Linked DNA regions of Sus scrofa: regions 2 and 3 are each linked to region 1. A link is a contact called in public Hi-C data. All regions are on one chromosome and are shown on one strand. The core of a region is the stretch at or near the end of the contact, and the rest is flanking DNA. Distances in the headings are between cores, read along the strand shown. Region 1 overlaps LOC100152738 (dynamin-binding protein). Region 2 overlaps CPN1 (carboxypeptidase N catalytic chain). Region 3 overlaps ABCC2 (canalicular multispecific organic anion transporter 1).

What was found. Hi-C and Micro-C count contacts between places; a contact is called where the count stands out from the background.
Region 2: a Hi-C map of subcutaneous adipose tissue shows a contact between it and region 1, with 1.9 times the contacts expected there. The contact joins two enhancer-like sites. A contact is called at or near these places in 8 of 47 Hi-C or Micro-C datasets (embryonic fibroblasts, epiblast stem cells, fetal skeletal muscle and 4 more) and 1 of 2 datasets of contacts at active chromatin or transcription factors (skeletal muscle).
Region 3: a Hi-C map of retroperitoneal adipose tissue shows a contact between it and region 1, with 2.3 times the contacts expected there. The contact joins two enhancer-like sites. A contact is called at or near these places in 20 of 47 Hi-C or Micro-C datasets (brain, embryonic fibroblasts, fetal heart ventricle and 11 more) and 1 of 2 datasets of contacts at active chromatin or transcription factors (skeletal muscle).

Annotation. Positions count from the first base shown.
Region 1 is chr14:111,111,235-111,114,275 of Sscrofa11.1, reverse strand. The region is part of intron 4 of LOC100152738 (dynamin-binding protein); the gene reads left to right. Among named protein-coding and RNA genes, the nearest start is that of CPN1, 100 kb to the left of the region's middle. Within about 2 kb of position 1,370, at least 25 of the 83 cell types and tissues checked have an H3K27ac peak or open chromatin away from gene starts, as enhancers often do. A contact at or near this core is called in omental adipose tissue, retroperitoneal adipose tissue and subcutaneous adipose tissue, where this site is marked.
Region 2 is chr14:111,182,453-111,185,369 of Sscrofa11.1, reverse strand. CPN1 (carboxypeptidase N catalytic chain) reads left to right here. Exons shown (of 9, transcript XM_003483537.3): 9 at 2,305-2,580. The coding sequence ends at 2,463. Among named protein-coding and RNA genes, the nearest start is that of CPN1, 29 kb to the left of the region's middle. Within about 2 kb of position 1,654, at least 3 of the 83 cell types and tissues checked have an H3K27ac peak or open chromatin away from gene starts, as enhancers often do. A contact at or near this core is called in subcutaneous adipose tissue, where this site is marked.
Region 3 is chr14:111,024,284-111,027,033 of Sscrofa11.1, reverse strand. ABCC2 (canalicular multispecific organic anion transporter 1) reads right to left here. Exons shown (of 33, transcript XM_021073710.1): 28 at 2,523-2,624; 29 at 1,532-1,675; 30 at 236-394. Among named protein-coding and RNA genes, the nearest start is that of ABCC2, 70 kb to the right of the region's middle. Within about 2 kb of position 1,358, at least 10 of the 83 cell types and tissues checked have an H3K27ac peak or open chromatin away from gene starts, as enhancers often do. A contact at or near this core is called in omental adipose tissue and retroperitoneal adipose tissue, where this site is marked.

The DNA of each region.
Region 1 (3,041 bases), core at 121-2,620:
CACAATGGGAACTCCAGATACATTTTTTTTTTTTTTTTTTTGTCTTTTTGCTATTTCTTGGGCCGCTCCCTCGGCATATGGAGGTTCCCAGGCTAGGGGTCGAATCGGAGCTGTAGTCTCTGGCCTACGCCAGAGCCACAGCAACGCAGGATCCGAGCCACATCTGCGACCTACACCACAGCTCATGGCAATGCCGGATCGTTAACCCACTGAGCAAGGGCAGGGACCGAACCCGCAACCTCATGGTTCCTAGTCGGATTCGTTAACCACTGCTCCACTATGGGAACTCCAGATACATTATTTTTTTAAAAATATTTTTGGAGTTCCCATGGTGGCTCAGTGGGTTAAGAACCCGACTAGTATCCATAAGGATGCAGGTTTGATCCCTGGCCTCGCTCATTAGGTTAAAGGATCCAGCATTGCTGCGAGCTGCAGTATAGGTCACAGGCACGACTTGGATCCAATGTTGCTGTGGCTCTAGTGTAGGCCAGCAGCTGCTGTTCTGATTCGACCCCTAGTCTGGAAACTTTCATATGCTGCAGGTGGCGGGTTTGATCCCTGGCCTCACTTAGTGGGTTAAGGACCAGCATTGCCCATGAGCTGTAGTGTAGGTCGCAGACGCAGCTTGCATCTGGTGTTCCTGTGGCATAGGCCAGCAGCTACAGCTCTGATTAGACCCCTAGTCTGCCAACCTCCATATGCCAAGTGTGCAGCCCTAAAAAGCAAACAACAACAACAAAAAGACACAGAGCAAACCTTTTTGGGTGATGTTAAAATAATGGGAGCAAGATGATTTAACACTATACAGAATCGTGTTAGAATTGCCAATTTATGGACTTAATTTTGCTTCTAAAATTTGCTATTTCTTGGATCATCACTTATAAGATTTTTATAAAATATACTGTGCAAGGAAGCTGATTATTTATTTTATTTGCAAGAGTGACTCACTGTTAGTAGCAGACCGGGCCATGAACGCATGCTTTATAAACACACTTGTAACGTAGCAACAACTGCAAGAATGCTGATTAGATCCTGATCACTTCTCTTCTGTACTCTTGTCCAGTCAACCTTAATGTTTACTCTGTGTATCTGTATTTTCTGCTCTTGCTTTCAACTTGACATTGATGCATTCTTTCAAACCGGTAATGTCTCTACGTTTATTGTCAAGCTTTATTCTCACGGGAGAATTATAGTATTTTTCTCCTGTTTTCCAGATTTCTTGGCTGCTTTTTCTTAGGATTCAGAAAAACATATATATTTCCTGAGAAATGCTGGGAAGGAATTCCTATATGGAAACAACAGTCAGTTTAGCTCCACCTTAAACTAATTTTAAGGCTTAAAGTACCTTGGACCATGACGGTGTTAGAACCCCAGCTGTAATTTTGCAGGTGGGCTGGTCTAGTTATGATTCACCCTCATGAGTCCTTGGTAATCTTAGTGTATTTTAGAAAAGGTTTCCTTTTAGACTCCTTACCTTGCCATGGACTTTGAGGTTTTTGACTTCTCCCCAGAGGGCCTCTGAAACAAAAGCCGAGTTTGCTGGGACTGGTAGATGTCCCGGGGCAATGTAGTTTCTGTGGTTATTTACCTCTCTGGATTCTAGTTTCCCTTTTGGTTTTGGCCTGTACTCTGCCATCGTATTATTGTGTTGATAGTTTTAAGATTTTAAAAACAGTTCCTCCAACTTAAAAAAGCTTTCTTTCTGTGAGAAGATTGGTCCAAACAACCTAGACTTCAATTATTGGAAATAGAAAGTCCTACATTAGTATTTGCAGATAAGTCAGAGCTTGGTTCTGAGACTTAGGAGTTTTGAATTTGGAATTATTATGTAACGTCAGGGCAGAATACTAGGAAACATTTATATGAGTGCAGTTGGGGAATGAAATCTCTTCGGGGGCTTCAGGATGGTGTTCAGGACAGTCACGCATTCACTCAGCAAATGTTGGTTGAGTTTTTGCCACGTGCCGAGCACGGTGTTAAGGGCAGGATATGTAGAAAACAACAACAGCACAGATGTGCTGCTGTCTACGCTCCAGGAATTTATGGCCAAATGAGTTGCTAATTGATGAGTTAAAGCCCACATCAGTACCTTCGGAGTTCCAGTAGTGGCTCAGTGGTTAACGAATCCGATGAGGAACCGTGAGGTTACGGGTTCGATCCCTGGCCTTGCTCAGTGGGTTAAGGATCCGGCGTCGCCGTGAGCTGTGGTGTGGGTTGCAGACACAGCTTGGATCTGGTGTTGCTGTGCCTCTGGCATAGGCCGGTGGCTACAACTCTGATTAGACCCCTCGCCTGGGGACCTCCATGTGCCGCAGGAGCAGCCCAGATTTATCAAATCTGATAAATAGGTTGACTTCTGAAACAGTAGAAACATTCAAAGGTAGTGCACAGAGTTTCAGATTTCCCAGTATGTGTTGCTCTTAGAAACTCTAGTTAGGAGCACCTCCTAAAGCTCTGAGGAAATCTCATTGGAGCATAGCATGGTCCTTTTCTTCCTCTAGGAGAGGCTCTCGTGCTTGAATGTGACACACAGTCAGGGTTGTACATTCATTTTTCTACTCAGCAAATATTTCATGAGCAGATGCTATGAGCCAGGCACTGGCTTATTACCTTGATTAATAAAAAGGACGCAGTCATAGTATATTTGTGTGTCTTTGAAACTCTCGTGATCGTACTGATATTGACCTATGTATCTACCTATTTATTTATTCACTTTTTGTCTTTTGTCTTTTGGGGGCTGCACTCTCCACATATGGAGGTTCCCAGGTTAGGGGTCGAATCGGAGCTGTAGCCGCTGGTCTACACCAGAGCCACAGCAATGCGGGATCCGAGCTGCATCTGCGACCTACACCACAGCTCACAAAAACTTTGGATCCTTAACCCACCAAGCAAGGCCAGGGGTCAAACCCACGTTTGACCTATGTATTTAATCACATTGTCTGTCTCTCTTGCTGCCTTTGAATCATGGCCATGCTTATTTTCCGAGTGGGCCAAGACCCCATTATTCTCACTCAGTGTGGTGGATGGTAAACTATGGAGAG
Region 2 (2,917 bases), core at 405-2,904, 71 kb before region 1:
AAAAGTGTCTTGCCTGTTCAAATGCAGCTGTAGGTACTATTTATTGAATAGCCAGCTACTCTGTGTCAGACGCTATATGAGAACTTTTCAGAATTATCTCATTTAACCTTCATAACAACCCTATAAGGTACAATATACATTCCCATTTGTGCCTGAGGAAACTGAAGCTTAGAGAAGGTAAGTAATTTGTCCAATACCACACCCTAAGTGAGAGCCACAGCTCCAGGTTCTGTGGGGTTTCCAGGGCTGTCTTCTTAGCCAGTGTGTTACAGGGCCTCAGGCTAAGCTCACAACATGTGTTCGTAACCCCTTATTTTAACCAAGATTTAGGACAACGTGTTCTTTAAATCCTCTGAAAATTCCTCTGAAATTTCTAGACAGTTCCCCTTTTCCTCTCCCAATCCCCCCACTCCCATCTCTTGCAGCTTATAAATGACTTCTGCTGATAGATGCAGGAAGCAAATGGTAGCCCTTCCCTGGCAGTCTGTTACCTGGTCCCACTTTCCCAGCCATGGCATCCTCTTTCCCCCCACTTTTTCTGTTATCCCCCTGCTCCTCATCTACCCTAAAATCAAATGACTGTTAGGGAGCTGCTTGCAGAAGTCTGGCATTACATGTGAGTCTGTTCAGTTGCAAATTTAAACAACAGGCAAATCCTCTGGAGCGACAAATTCTGTTTCAAAAGACCTCACCTCCTTGATCATAGAGCCTTTAAAGGAATTAATATAACCCAGAGTTCCCCGTTGTAGTGCAGTGGTTAACGAATCCGACTAGGAACCATGAGGTTGCAGGTTCGACCCCTGGCCTCGCTCAGTGGGTTAAGGATCCGGCATTACCGTGAGCTGTGGTGTAGGTCACAGACACGGCTCGGATCCTGCGTTGCTGTGGCTTTGGTGTAGGCCGGCGGCTACAGCTCCAATTAGACCCCTAGCCTGGGAACCTCCATATGCCGCAGGAAGTGGCCCTAGAAAAGGCAAAAAGACAAAAAAAGAAAAAAAGAAAAAAAGAAAAGAAAGAAATTAATATAACCCATCATTATATCAAATATAACTCAGAAGGGGGGAAAAATCTGTCTTTTGGATACAATTCTCAGATACAGTCACAACTGAGCATCCACTTGTTGATCCCAGTTGAGACACTTCCCATGCTGAAGCAGAGATCAGTCTGGTTGAGGGGAGAGAAAAGAAAAAAAGATTGTTTATCAGGGGATTTTCATGCTATGATTAAAACCCTTTAAAGTTTCGCCGAGAGTCCAGTGTTTTCCCCTTGGCTTCCCACAGCCTCCCCATGTCCCACCCCTTTCATTTCCTCTGTCCTCTCCTCACTTTGTTGTCTCTCGCTTTCTCTTTTATCTCACTTTTGTTGTTGTTGTTGTTGCTTTCCTAGATCTTTCTATTCCTGTATAGGACACAGTACCGATACAGTGCTATTGGCTTTGATTTCCCCCACTTTGGGGGAACTAGTGGGAAAGCTGCCTGTAGTGTTTTTTTTGTGGAAGGGGCAAGAAAGAACCCCATGAAGAGGTCTGGCTGTCACATGTTTTCCAACTCCCAGCTGGCTTCTGCAGCTCAAACAGTTCCAAGGGCCTGAAAGCAAAGGATGCCTCCAGAGAGTGTGGTTAGAACACGGCCACGCCCTTGCCTTTCCCTTCCTGGGACGGTTCTGTGCTCTTGCAGCGCCAGCAGATCCCACATTTGTCTGTCAGAAGCATCTTTACCTCTGTAGGCCACAGCCAGCAGGGGTGTTCCGGGATGTCGCTAGAAACAGTGCATTAGTGCACAGGGACATTCGGATTTTAAGAATCCATACTAACGGTGTGTGTCATCACTACTCTCTGCATTTCCAAACAGTTATAAGTGTAGTTCTGAAGGTCTGAGGCATTCTTTGGCCTGCCTGAGCACAGCACCTGATTCACACAGTCAACCCAAAGGGGATTATTATGACACCGTCAATTTTAGGTCATGCCCTGAGCAATAATATCAGTAAAATCATGGTTCGAGGTGTAGATATAATTTTTTTTCTATTGCATATGCGATAAAGGTTTATTAAGTTCCTCTAGATACACCCTATGTATCCACCATGATTATGCGCCACATTGGGGGGACTATTAGCCAAGCCTACGTGGCACTGCCAGTGCTGTCCTGGGCAGTTGCTGTCATAGTCTCCCCAGTCCTTTGTCCTCAGAACCTGAAACCATGGTAAAACTGGTCCAAACTGGTCTTCCCCCACTTTCAATTCTAGGAAATGGAAAACTAGCTCTTCTGCTCTCCTAGCTGCTGCTTCTTTTTTTTTTTTCCCCTGCAGGTTAACTTCCAACTCAAGAGAAGCACCCCTCCAGCAGCCCCTAAGAAAAGAGTTCCCAACTCAGGGCAGAGAGTCAAGGTCTTACCAAAGAAAGTGCAGCCCCGAGCAGCTAGGAAAAAAGAAATGAAGAAGAAGCAGACCCAGAGAGCCCCTGCCTGAAAGCCACAGTGCCCAGGACAACACTTTAGATAGGCTTTGTTCTGCTCATCCATCAGATGAAGCATTTATTTTATTATCGAAAACATATTTAAATATAAACATATTCAGAACAGCTCAGAATGGTCTCCATCTGTTCCAGGGCTAAACCCTCTGCTGCAGTGGTGCATACACGCAATGGGGCCCGGGAAGAGTATCTGATTCTGGGGATATGGCTTAGGTCCAGCATGTCAGTCCCTGCTGTCTCCAGCGACTGGTTCCAGCTGGTTCGTCACTCTGTCTCTAGAGTCTAACACAGAGCCTGCAACATAGTAGGTACCTGATGAAGGTTTCTGGATGAACAGCTGAAAGGCTGAGATGACTCAATATTGATATTCCCATAGCAAGACCAAGTGACCAGTTCTGAAATCCTAGTGGGCCATTTCAGCAAGATCCAAATAGTTTCTTATTAAGAAAA
Region 3 (2,750 bases), core at 109-2,608, 87 kb after region 1:
CCTCACTCAGTGGGTTAAGGATCTGGCATTGCCATGACCTGCGGTATAGGTTGCAAATGTGGCTCAGATCTGGCGTTGCTGTGGCTCTGGCGCAGGCCAGCAGCTGTAGCTCTGATTCGACTCCTAGCCTGGGAACCTCCAATGTGCCATCAGTGCGGCCCTAAAAAGACAAAAAGACAAAGAAATGTTTCTTGCACAACAAGCTGGGAGTGACAGTGTAAGTTGCAGAGCTCACCTGGGGGATGATGGTCAGCTTCTCTCGGAGGTCGTGGAGCCCAATGGAAGCAATATCCACCCCATCGATGGTGATCTGGCCTCCTGCAGCCTCTAGGATTCTGAAGAGGCTGTTGGTCAGGGATGACTTCCCAGCTCCTGTCCTGCCCACTACACCGATCTGTAAATATGAGTCCTTTGCAGGTTAGTTCACCTTTCATAATCGCAGGTAGAAAAAGACAGTGATTTATCTAAGATGTTAAACTGGTTTCGGTTTGGGTGGGGAAAAGTGCCCGGAAAAGATGGCTTTTCCCATCCCGCTTCCTAATTCACTGCTTGCTGAGAACTCTGGGGACTGCTGGAAACGGACATATCAGCAGCTGTTGTTATATTCATTTGAATTATATATTTTTTATTGTTTGCTGGAATTTATGCAACATAGTTTTTAAAATATTTTCCTGCACATTTTCTTTTTTAAAAATTTTTTATCATAGTCGATGGAAATTATAGATTTTTTTTTTTTTTTTTGGTCTTTTTGCCTTTTCTAGGTGTGGCATATGGAGGTTCCCAGGCTAGGGGTCTAATTGGAGCTGTAGCCGCCGGCCTATGCCACAGCCACAGAAACACCAGATCTGAGCTGCGTCTGTGACCTACACTACACCACAGCTCACGGCAATGCTGGATCCTTAACTCACTGAGCAAGGCCTGGGTTCGAACCCACAACCTTATGGTTCCTAGTCAGATTCGTTAACCACTGAGCCAAGGCAGGAACTCCGGAAATTACAGATTCTTAAAAGTCCTTGTTTAGAAGTGAGGAGAAGGGAAGGATCAGGCCTGCCATCAGTGAGAACCAGACACTTATTCAGCATCCTTACCCTTTGTGGTCCTATATCAGACCCTAATTCCTCAGAAAACAAGAACACATAGGAGGGCGCAGGACTTCGCAGACGAAGGAGAACTAGGCCTTTCTTTCTGCAGGGACAACCTCTTGTCACTGTTCCCACAACTTCCTTCCTTCCTGACTTCCCCTCTATGAGAGGCTCTTACAGGAAACGAACCCTGCCAGCCACAGAAGGATGCCGGCAGGGAGGCAGGGAAGGGGCAAGGGAGAAAGACTTTACAGCCCAGGCAGAGCTTCTGTTTGATCCCATGTCAATATCCTGCCCTCTGGTGGTGGCTCTCTGTCCCTACACCTCCCCAGGGCAGAGGAAATGCCCCGACAGCTCACTTCACCAAATAATGAAAGCCCAGAGTCCACAGTTCTCCACTTCTGTGTCCACAAGGACTCACACCCAGGCCTTTCTTCAGTTCCACCTACCTTCTCTGTGCTCTTAATGTCACAAGTGATCCCTTTCAGCACCAGATCCAGCTCAGGCCTGTACCGCACTTGGTAGTTGCTAAACTGGATCTCCCCTTTGCTGGGCCAACCGTCTGGAGGCCTCTTATCAGTCACCCAAGGTGCCTGGCAAGGAAACAGGAGAAATGCTTTGCATGGTGACAACTCACTCAACTCTCCCGTGGGACTCTGGCTCAGAACAGGGTGGCAGTGTCCCAGCCACCTGTGGGCATCTGCGTTGAATAGACTGAACTAAAATGGTACTTCCAGAAGGTTCTTACCTTACTCAATTAAAGATATCCCTATCCTGGTGTTCTCGCTGTGGTGCAGTGGGTTAAGGATCCGGCGTTGCTCTATGGAGGTCCAGAATGAAGCCACCATTTTCTATTTTTTGGCTATGCTTATGGCATGTAGAAGTTCCTGGGCTAGGGATTGAACCCCCACAGCAGCGACAACACTGGATCCTTAACCCACTGAGCCAGCCACCAGGGAATTCTGAAGCCACCATTTAACGTGCTCCATCCCAAGACCTGAGTGTCCCCTAACCATTTCCTATTTTAGGTTTTAAGAAATTAGGTCGTTTGAGTTACACAAAGGGGAATTTTCAGAGAACTTTTATGACCCCATGTGAAATCTCTAGATTAGGTAAAGACGTCTCTTTTTTTTTTTAGGGCCGCACCCACAGCGTATGGAAGTTCCCAGGCTAGAAGTTTAATTGGAGCTACAGCTGCCAGCCTACACCACAGCCACAGCCACGCAGGATCCGAGCCGCGTCTGCAACATACATCACAGCTCATGGCAACGCCAGAACCTTAACCCACTGATCGAGGCCAGGGATCAAACCCGCATCCTCATGGATACTCGTGGGCTTCATTTCTGCTGAGCCGCAATGGGAACTCCAGGTGAAGATGGATTCTTGACACAGTCACTTTTCTTTTTCCCTTGTCCCTGGGCTCTCCTGACTCCTCCTTACCTCATTTTCCACATGTATGTATTCATTTATTCGCTCAACAGCCACAATGTTGGTCTCGATTTCTGACGTCATCCTCACCAGCCAGTTCAGGGTTTGTGTGATCTACAGAAAAACCAGAAGACTAAAGATCATCTCAGGTTCAGAAACCAATCCAACTAGTTAAACTGCAAGGTCCATCTAGTGCCCACTTGGTAGCCAGCACTGTGCCAGGCTCTACAAGGGAGCAAG